2 separate regions of the Sus scrofa genome follow, and region 1 is linked to region 2. A link is a contact called in public Hi-C data. All regions are on one chromosome and are shown on one strand. Each heading gives the region's core, a stretch centred on a gene start, on an enhancer-like site or on the middle of the called end of the contact. The rest is flanking DNA. Distances are from core to core; before and after follow the strand shown. Region 1 holds the start of FOXA2 (hepatocyte nuclear factor 3-beta). Region 2 has its middle 79 kb from the start of FOXA2.

Region 1 (4,295 bases), core at 326-2,825, 78 kb after region 2:
CGCGCTGCCAAACACAACTCTGTTAGGATAGTGCGTGGCTCGGCCACGAAGAGGATTTGGAGGCGCCGCAAGTCAATATTTGATCACAAAGTTAATATTATCTCAAGGCTAACAGTGTGTCGTATAAAAAAGAGCCCCATTTGAGTCGAAGGAGGGTGGAAAAGGCGGCTGCCCGGAGCGGCTGGGGTGGGGGCGGGTGCCGGTCAGGGAAGCGGTCCTGAGCTCGGGCCGAGCGCGGGCGCCGCCACCCCGCTTCCCCCGGAAAAGGCGAGTGCCTACCTCGGGCTCGGCATAGTAGCTGCTCCAGTCGGACGGCTCGTGCCCTTCCATCTTCACCGCTCCCAGCATACTGGAAGCCGAGTGCATGGCAGTTTAAAATTTAACAGCCACAACAAACGACCGGCAATCACCCCCCACCCCACCCTCCTTTTAAAAAAAAAAAAGTCAGCCAAGGCACCGTCCCCTCCCTCCCTCTAGAGCTCCCTCTCTCTCGGCTCCACTCCCTCTTTCCCTCGGCCGGCCGGAGGCGGTAGTTGGAAGTGGGCGGGAGGGGCGAGCCGTGGGAGGAGGGGGCCGAGGGGAGGAGGAGGCCCGGAGCCGAGCCCCGCCGCTGCCGGGAGCGCCCGCCGCCCGCCGCCGCCGCCGCGCTCGCGGGCTGCCCGGTGGAGGCCGAGGCTGGCAGTGCCGAGCTGCCGGGAGGCGGCGGGAAGCGCGCGGCGTGGGGGCGGGTGGGGGGTGGAGAGGAGGAGGAGGAGGAAGAGGAGGAGGAGGTGGAGGTGGAGGAGGAGGGGGGAGGTGGAGGAGGAGGTGTGGACCGCGGAGCGGACAAGTGCCGCAGTGACGTGGGCGGCTGGTGATATAGCGCGGCGCGCCGGCGCGGGCCTCCAATCCCCAGACCCGGGGCAGCCCATTTGAATAATCAGCTCACACCTGGGTGAGAGGGAGCCCCGGCCGGCGCCCCGCACCTGCCCTCGGTGGTGCCCGCCCCGCTGCCCCGCGCCCCGCGCGCGGAGCCGGGCCGGGCGAGCGGGGCGGGTGGTTGCCTGGCCCCGGGGCGAGCCCCCTTTACCCCCACGCCCGCGGGGAGCCCTGGTGGTAGGAGGGACCTGGGAGGAGGCCAGCCTCTGGAGCAGCCCGGGGCGCTGATCCCCGCCCTGTCGCATAGCGCCAGGCGGCCGGTGCGCCTGTCCGAGTGTGCGTCCGGCCTCCCAGCCCAGTCTCCCCTCTGCCCAGCTTTATAAAAGCCGCATTTATTTGTCCCGGGTTTCTCGCTCTCAGTGCACATTCCCTGTCAAAACAACTAGCCGGTGACAGAGCCAATTTGCAAAGCGCCGTCGTATTTAGAAAAACTGTGTACACACCTTTAACTAGCCGGCCGCTGCTTCTGGGAGGCCCCTCCCGTCACAGACGCGCGGGGCGCCGGGTCCCGCCGCCTCGGCGTTTTGCCTCCTCGGAGCCCGGCCTCCGGCGCCCGACCGAGCGGCTGGCGGGGAGGAGCCCTGGCCCCCCGTCCGGGCGCCGGGCGCAGGGCACACGCGGCTCCGCCAGCTGAACGACGGTTGGGAGACTATTTGTCTCTGACAGGACAGCGTGTTTCAAGGTTACTTTTCAGTTACAACCGAGGTGCCCACAGCATTTCGTAACTAAAACAAACAGGGCAGGAGGTGGGAGTGAGGCGTGCAGCGAGAGGGGGGAATTAAGGAATCAATAACGGAGCACATGAAGTGCGTTCGGGAGTCTCTGTCTGCTCCGCTTTTCTGAAGATTTTAATAAGAATTAGAAACCCTGACAACCATATTCGTCCTTTTAATTTTCGATCCGGCTTCTGAGTTCAAGTTATTATCTCTCTTGGGTCAGCTACCAAGACCTCAGTGAGCCCACATGGGGGGGGGGTAGCTACAGGTGTTTGGAGGTGGACGCGCTTTCTTGGTTCTAAAAAAATCCAGCTGGGCAGTGAGGATGCAGCTCTGCGCCCTCAACCCCAAAGGGGGGGAGGCGGATAAAAGGAAGTAGTGGGTATCTGACCCACCTGTCCAGAGTTGTGGGTAATGGTGGCAAAAGACAAAGCGAGATGGCAGGTACCTAGCAGAGATTCGACGACGGAAGGACCAGTGGGGTCAGGCCCAAGGGCAGCAGGGCGGAGCGGTAGATGCAGGGGGACGCCCACCACTTCCCTCTGCTCCAGGTCCCTCGGGCCTGCAACACTTTGAACTGGTTTGACCAATTCACAGAGGGCATTAAGGAACCCTCTGAGAGAGGGCCAGGGCAGGTTCCCCAGACCGCCAAGATCTTCGTCTCTCTGAGAGACCAGAGAGCCATGCACCATGCAGAGGGCTGCCAGGAGGCCAGGTCTGCCGGTGCAGCGGGAAGTGTCGCGGGTGTGTGCACACTTAGCGTAAGTGTGTGCGGGGAGCCGACCAGACCCCTGGCATCTTTCATCAGATCCCTGAACGCGGATGGACACAACTTCACCGCTCAGCCTAGAGCTGAGAAGAGGGTGTGCACTGACGCTCAAAAAACAGTTGCCTGTTTTTCCAAATCTTTCTGCGCAAGCCCAGGACGGAACACTCTCTCTCTCTCTCTCTCTCTCTCCTCTCTCTCTCTCTCTCTCTCTCTCTCTCTCTCGGTCTCTCTCTCTCTCTCTCTCTCTCGCTCTCTCTCGCTCGCTCTCTCGATTGTACCGCCTCCCCACGGAGCGCTTCTCCCGTTCAGTAGAGAAGAGACACCAAATCAGACAAACCCGCGAAACGGGAGACAGCTTTCTGGTGTGCGTGGGACTGAAAACTCGAAAGTGCTCTGGTTAACCTAGTCTGTGCGTCCGTGTGGGTGTCCACTGCCCTCTTTTTGCTCCTGGTCGAAATGTGGTTCTAGAAATTGGGCGAAAGGATCGAGTGCGGCCCGGTCCTGGGCCACCGGTTTCCGCAGTGACAGGGCGCCCCCTGTCGGCCGCGCGGCCTAGGGACCGACTGGAGCCCTCTTTGACCTCCACGCCCCTAACCCCGCTACCTGGGCGCCCGCACTGTCCGCCGGCCTCTGCGAGTCTCCCAGAAAAGACCCTCGGGGGACTGGAGTGTCTTCCGAGTCCCCGAAGTTCTGCGCAAACCCAGACGGTCCCCTGCTGCCCGGGGATGCGCAGCAGGGGCGGCTGCCGGGACCCTCCCAGAAAAGGGAAGGCGAGCGTGGCGGGCAGATGCTGCGGGGAGTGCGCGCTCTCCAACCTGGTGGGCAGCCCTTCCCGGAGCGAAGGCCCTCGGAGGCGCCGCCTCCCCAGCACACTCCCGCTCCTTCCTTTCCCGGCAGCTCTGGTTTCTAAAGGTTGATTCAGAGCATCTGGCACCAAAGCCTCAGGCTGGAATGCTGTAAACTGCTCCGGGAGCTTCTCTCCAGGAAAAAGTTCGCGGGCAACTTGGGCTGAAAACAGATGTTTCCCCTGATCCCCCCTTATTTGCAGCCCCACCTGGGACTGAGGCCCACAGGGCTTCCCCTTGCCCGTGTCCCGCCCTTTCCCCGTCTTTCCCTTGGGTGCTGCAGGCTTCCTATATAAAGCTGCCTCATAGCCCGTGACTGTGCTTGGGGTTAGCACACTGGTTTTATTCCGGATGCTGCCCCAGAGGATTGATTTGGGCCCAAGTCTGGGCCTCCTCTGCTCCTCCTGCAATCTCGGTCAAAACTCCTAGCTCTGGGGCTCTCTGTCACAGGAAACTGGCCGGTGGAGAAGCCAGACGTCCCTAAACAGAACTCAACTTCCCTAAGTGATGACCCATAAAATACCAAAGGGTGGGAGTGCATCTGGCTGATCAATTCTCTAGTCCCTGAAGCCCCTTTGAGAATAAATATACAGCACAGGCCTTGTTTTAGGGGTATCACCAGGCAGGTCTGCCTGTGAGGTTAAGATGGAGAAGACAGAGAAAGATGACTTAAAGTCTTGTGAAAATACACATTTTACCTTCATATAATCTTTAGATTGGCAGAAATTAGACGCCCACACCTCCATTATTCACAGGGTGAGATTTTCAGGGTGGGTCCCATGTCCCAATAAAGACAAGGCATATCATTATGCGAAAGGCTGTAATCAACATTTCACTTTCCAGGAGTTCCCATTGTGGCACAGGGGAACCATGAGGTTGCGGGTTTGATACCTGGCCTCGCTCAGTGGGTTAAGGATCTGGCATAGCCGTGAGCTGTGGTGTAGGTTGCAGATGTGGCTCAGAACTGGCGTTGCTGTGGCTGTTGCATAGGCTGGCAGCTGTAGCTCCAATTAGACAGACCCCCTAGCCTGGGAACCTCCATATGTC
Region 2 (4,301 bases), core at 1,580-4,079:
TCACTTACTCATTCACCTAACCAGACTTATCATGTGCCAGCTTCAATCAAGTCCTCGTATGTGAAGACACTTGATTTAATTTGAACTTTTTTTTTTTTTTTTGTCTTTTAGGGCTGCACCCATGCATACAGAGGTTCCCCACCTAGGGGTCACATTGCCCACCTCAGCCACAGCCACAGCAACGCAGGATCCAAGCCGCATCTGTGACCTACACCACAGCTCCCGGCAATGCTGGGTCCTTAACCCACTGAGCGAGGCCAGCGATTGAACCTGCAGCCTCATGGATGCTAGTCAGATTTATTTCTGCTGAGCCACGATGGGAACTCTTATTAATCTGAATCTTTACCTTGAGAAACACACTGTCCCTGAGTGTCCCACCTGCCCTGCTTGTCAGGAACCGGCCCTGGGAGCAAAGACATCTGCCCTTGATACACATCTTACTCCTCAGCCTCGGGTCCCAAACGCTTGAAGTTGTTGGACTATAGGGCATGACAATAAAAGAGAATCTTTTATTTTAAAAAAACAAGAAAACAAATACTAACTGGAATACATCTTTTTAAGTGTGCATAGACTCCTTCAGAATGGTCACTTTGAAAGGCTACACTCTTCTTCCACTGATGTTTAAAATGGCCTAGGAATTTGTAGCACACCCTGTCAGTTCCTCTCCCTGTGCCCTTGGCCCACCCCAGGGGTCACCTGCCAAGGATGTAAACTTGCACAAGGCTTCACTCTCTCTCTACCTTCAGGTGCAGCTGGGTGGGCTGGAAGCCTGCAAGAGCAAACACCACACAAGTTGCCACCCGGCAAACAGCAGGGATCTGGTGGATCAACAGCCTGCTTCTCACACTTGGAAGGATGATTCTGAGACGTGTTCTCACCAATCACTCAGAAAATCCCCAGATTTAAATCTTAAATTTGCAGGTATTTTAAAGACACAATTGCTCACCATTAGAAGTGTGTGTGTTATTAACTAGAATATCCCAGTGAATGCTCAGGGTTGGGGCACAGAAGTGATAGGAAGATTAACTTTTATTTTTTTTTAGCAGTTAGATTACCTGCATTTGGGGTCTCCATTCTGCAACTGGCTGTGTGACCTTGGGCAAGTTACTTAACCTCTCTGTAAATTGGGGATAATGACAGCACCTGTCTTAGGGTTTATTTTAAGGATCAGGAGAACAAACACATGGCAAAGGCTTAGAACGGTGTTAGGCATGGAGTTAGCATCTTCTAAAGGTATTATCATCTTTTTATCACTGTACTTATGCATGTTGCTTCTTTTTAGCATTTTGAAATATGCCATATTTACATATTGAATTTTGCAAAAAATACTTACCTTGAAAACTTCCGTACACACGGAACTATTATTTGCACTTGATCTGTGGGTGCTATAGAATACTTTATCTGTAACTTTGTGTAAAGAATTTAAGGAATGCAATTATATTTTTTAGATCATTAAATAAAGAGAGGAGGAGTTCCCATCATGGCTCAGTGGTTAACAAATCCAACTAGCATCCTCGAGGATGTGGGTTCAATCCCTGGCTTTGCTCGGTGGGTTAAGGATCCCGCGTTGCTGTAAGCTGTGGTGTAGGTCACAGACACAGCTGGGATCCAACGCTGCTGTGGTTGTGGTGTAGGCCAGCGGCTTCAGCTCTTATTGGACCCCTAGCCTGGGAACCACCATATGCCATGGGTGCGTCCCTTAAAAAAATAAAAAAATAAATAAATAAATAAATAAATAAATAAAGAGAGGAAAAGCCTTTGGGAATTGATAGACCAACAGCCAATTTTTCATGTAGCCCCCATGAGATGTTTCTATCTGCCACTTTCACAATGAACTCCTCATAATCATTCATTTCTGGTTTGGCTCCCGAAGGGTTTTTGTAAAGGACTGTGGTTCCTGTGTCCTTGGTAATTCAGGCCACAATGATATCAGCTGTGTGCAAGGAAAAACCAATTATTTATCAGCTGAAAAAAAATTAATCATTCCCTAAAATTGTTTGCTGACATTGAAATCCACACTGGGTGCTTGTCCTGAGTGGGGACCTGTTATCACATCGTCTCCATCTGAAAAAAATCAAAGTGTAGGAACAATGGGGCCATGTGAGGAAGAAAGCCCCCCCTCCCCACCCCGGCCCTGAAAACACCACCAACAGATGCCGTAGCCTGGACCGTCCCCTTGGGGACTGGAGGCTGCTCAGGATCCTTCTGTGGAAAGTAGCACCCCACAACCCACTCCAACGCACCCTCCACCCCACCCCCACCCCACCCCAGACCCCCACCCTGCACTCCACCCCACACCCCACCCCACACTCCACACCCCACACCCGGAGCAGCAGCTGTGTTTGAGCTGGCATTCACCAACTCGGAACCGCATTCAAGTAGAAAGATCTCACAGGTTTTGTTTGTTTTTTTTTTTTTTTTTTTTTTCCTTTAACGGGGAATCCGGCAGAGCGCTATATTTAAATCTCAAACAGTGGTAATCATTTCAGCGGTACTGTTAGTTTGGATAAAATGTCTTTCCTATTGTAGCTAATTGCTTGAATATCTGCAAACTGATATACGCTTTGTAGACATTTATGCTGTCCTCCTTTTATAACTTTATTTCATTTTCTGTTCATTTCTGATGTTGACTCAAAGAGCCTTTATCACCTGGCGCTGATAATCTGTGCTTTATGGCTGCCGGTGTGACGGGGAACAGTTGAAGCAGCGTGCAAAAATACACACCTATAAATATTTGAACAGGAAAAAGAAAGTCTGTCTGATGTAGCCCAAGGAAGAAATGCATTTAAACGAATAATACCACTAGAGGGACCTGGACTCAAGCAGGACCAGGCAAGGTCGCTTGAGCTGGTACACCTGTCCAGTGGGGATGGTGCCACGGCCAATTCCCAGGAGCCGGGTCACTCTGGGCCCTGCAGCACAGGCGCCCAGCCAGGGGCCACGCTGGCACCCTTATGACATCATGGTGGCAGCGGCTACTTGGTCAGGATCAATGCGATAAATCCCTCTGCCCAGGACCGATTTGCTCTGCCAAGAGTTAGACCCGTGAGGCTTTAATCAGTTACTGGCCATGCGTTCGATCACCAAACCATATGGCAGGTTCAGAGAATATGAGGCTGGGTGACGCCCTGTCCCGTTTTTGCACTGGGCCTCCCCCTCGCCCCCCACAACCTTTTTCACACTCCTGGCAAATAGCTGAAAGTGAGTGCAAAGCGGCATTTGACTTAGAAAGCAAGAGCCAGGAAGGAAAACTGCAGGCAAACAGCGGCTCACAGGGCAGCGTGGCTGGCGCTGGCCGCGGTTGTCCCTGACAGCGGGCGACTGGAACCACCTGTGTTTGCTCACCAGCTTTCCCCGATCTGCGAGAAAATGGCCCGGCCGGTCACATGGCAGCCAGATAGGCCAAGCGCCCTGGGAATACAAAAGCGGAGCTTTTAGCAGAGTTAATCATTAATGCGCCTCTCTTTGTCCGGCCGGAGAGCTGACAGCTTTGATAGTCCGTGTTTGCCAGCGGCTGGCTGAGTCACCGCCCAGGTACTAATGAGGCCAGCTCCTCGAGGTGCCCACAGGCCTGGGCCAGGCCTGCACCCACCCTCCGCCCAAAGCCCCATCACTCCTGGGGCCTGGTTCCCGGACACCCACCGCCAGGCCTGCGTGTCCCTGCGTGTCGTCTGGGGGACCCCCACTCGCAGGCCTGGGACAGGTGTGACTAGGGAAGCAGGGGGTCCTCCCAGCCCCCTGTGTTATCTTTCCCCAGCCAGGAACAAAAAGGCCAAACTGAGTATGGTTTTTGTTTGTTTGAATAGAGGCCAGGGATGGACTATTGGTGTAACAGCAAGAGGCATTATAACCCTAAAACTTAGCTTAGCGATGCACCCATGGGTCTATTCCGATATTTCCATCTCAGCAACTAAAATATAAGTGCCCTGACGACTGCCTTTCTTTAAAAAAAAAAAAAAAAAAAGGGAAAATCCGGAGTTCCTGTCACAGCTCAGCGGAAAAAAATCTGACTAGCAACCATGAGGACAAAGGTTTGATCCCTGGCCTCGCTCAGTGGGTTAAGGATCCCGCTTTGTCGTGAGCTGTGATGTAGGCGGCAGAGGCAGCTGGGATTTGGTGTTGCTGTGGCTGTGGCATAGGCCAGTGTCTACAGCTCTGATTCGATCCCTAGCCTGGGAACCTCCATATGCCACAGGTGGGGCCCTAAAAAGACATTAAAAAAAGAGAGAGAGAAAGAGGGAGAAAATCCCACCTTAACAGCCTTAAAAGTATATCAACAGGCTGGAGTTCGGGCAAACACA

Evidence for each region. A called contact is a pair of places that touch in the nucleus more often than the background predicts.
Region 1: a contact with region 2 is called in a Hi-C map of liver, with 2.9 times the contacts expected there. The contact joins the promoter of FOXA2 here to the enhancer-like site in region 2. A contact is called at or near these places in 1 of 5 promoter capture datasets (liver) and 8 of 47 Hi-C or Micro-C datasets (alveolar macrophages, epiblast stem cells, fetal liver and 2 more).

Annotation. Positions count from the first base shown.
Region 1 is chr17:30,000,129-30,004,423 of Sscrofa11.1, forward strand. It overlaps FOXA2 (hepatocyte nuclear factor 3-beta), which reads right to left and starts at 1,576. Exons shown (of 3, transcript XM_005672754.3): 1 at 1,362-1,576; 2 at 280-349. The coding sequence starts at 348.
Region 2 is chr17:29,920,407-29,924,707 of Sscrofa11.1, forward strand. No RefSeq gene overlaps it. Among named protein-coding and RNA genes, the nearest start is that of FOXA2, 79 kb to the right of the region's middle. Within about 2 kb of position 2,830, at least 24 of the 83 cell types and tissues checked have an H3K27ac peak or open chromatin away from gene starts, as enhancers often do. A contact at or near this core is called in fetal liver and liver, where this site is marked.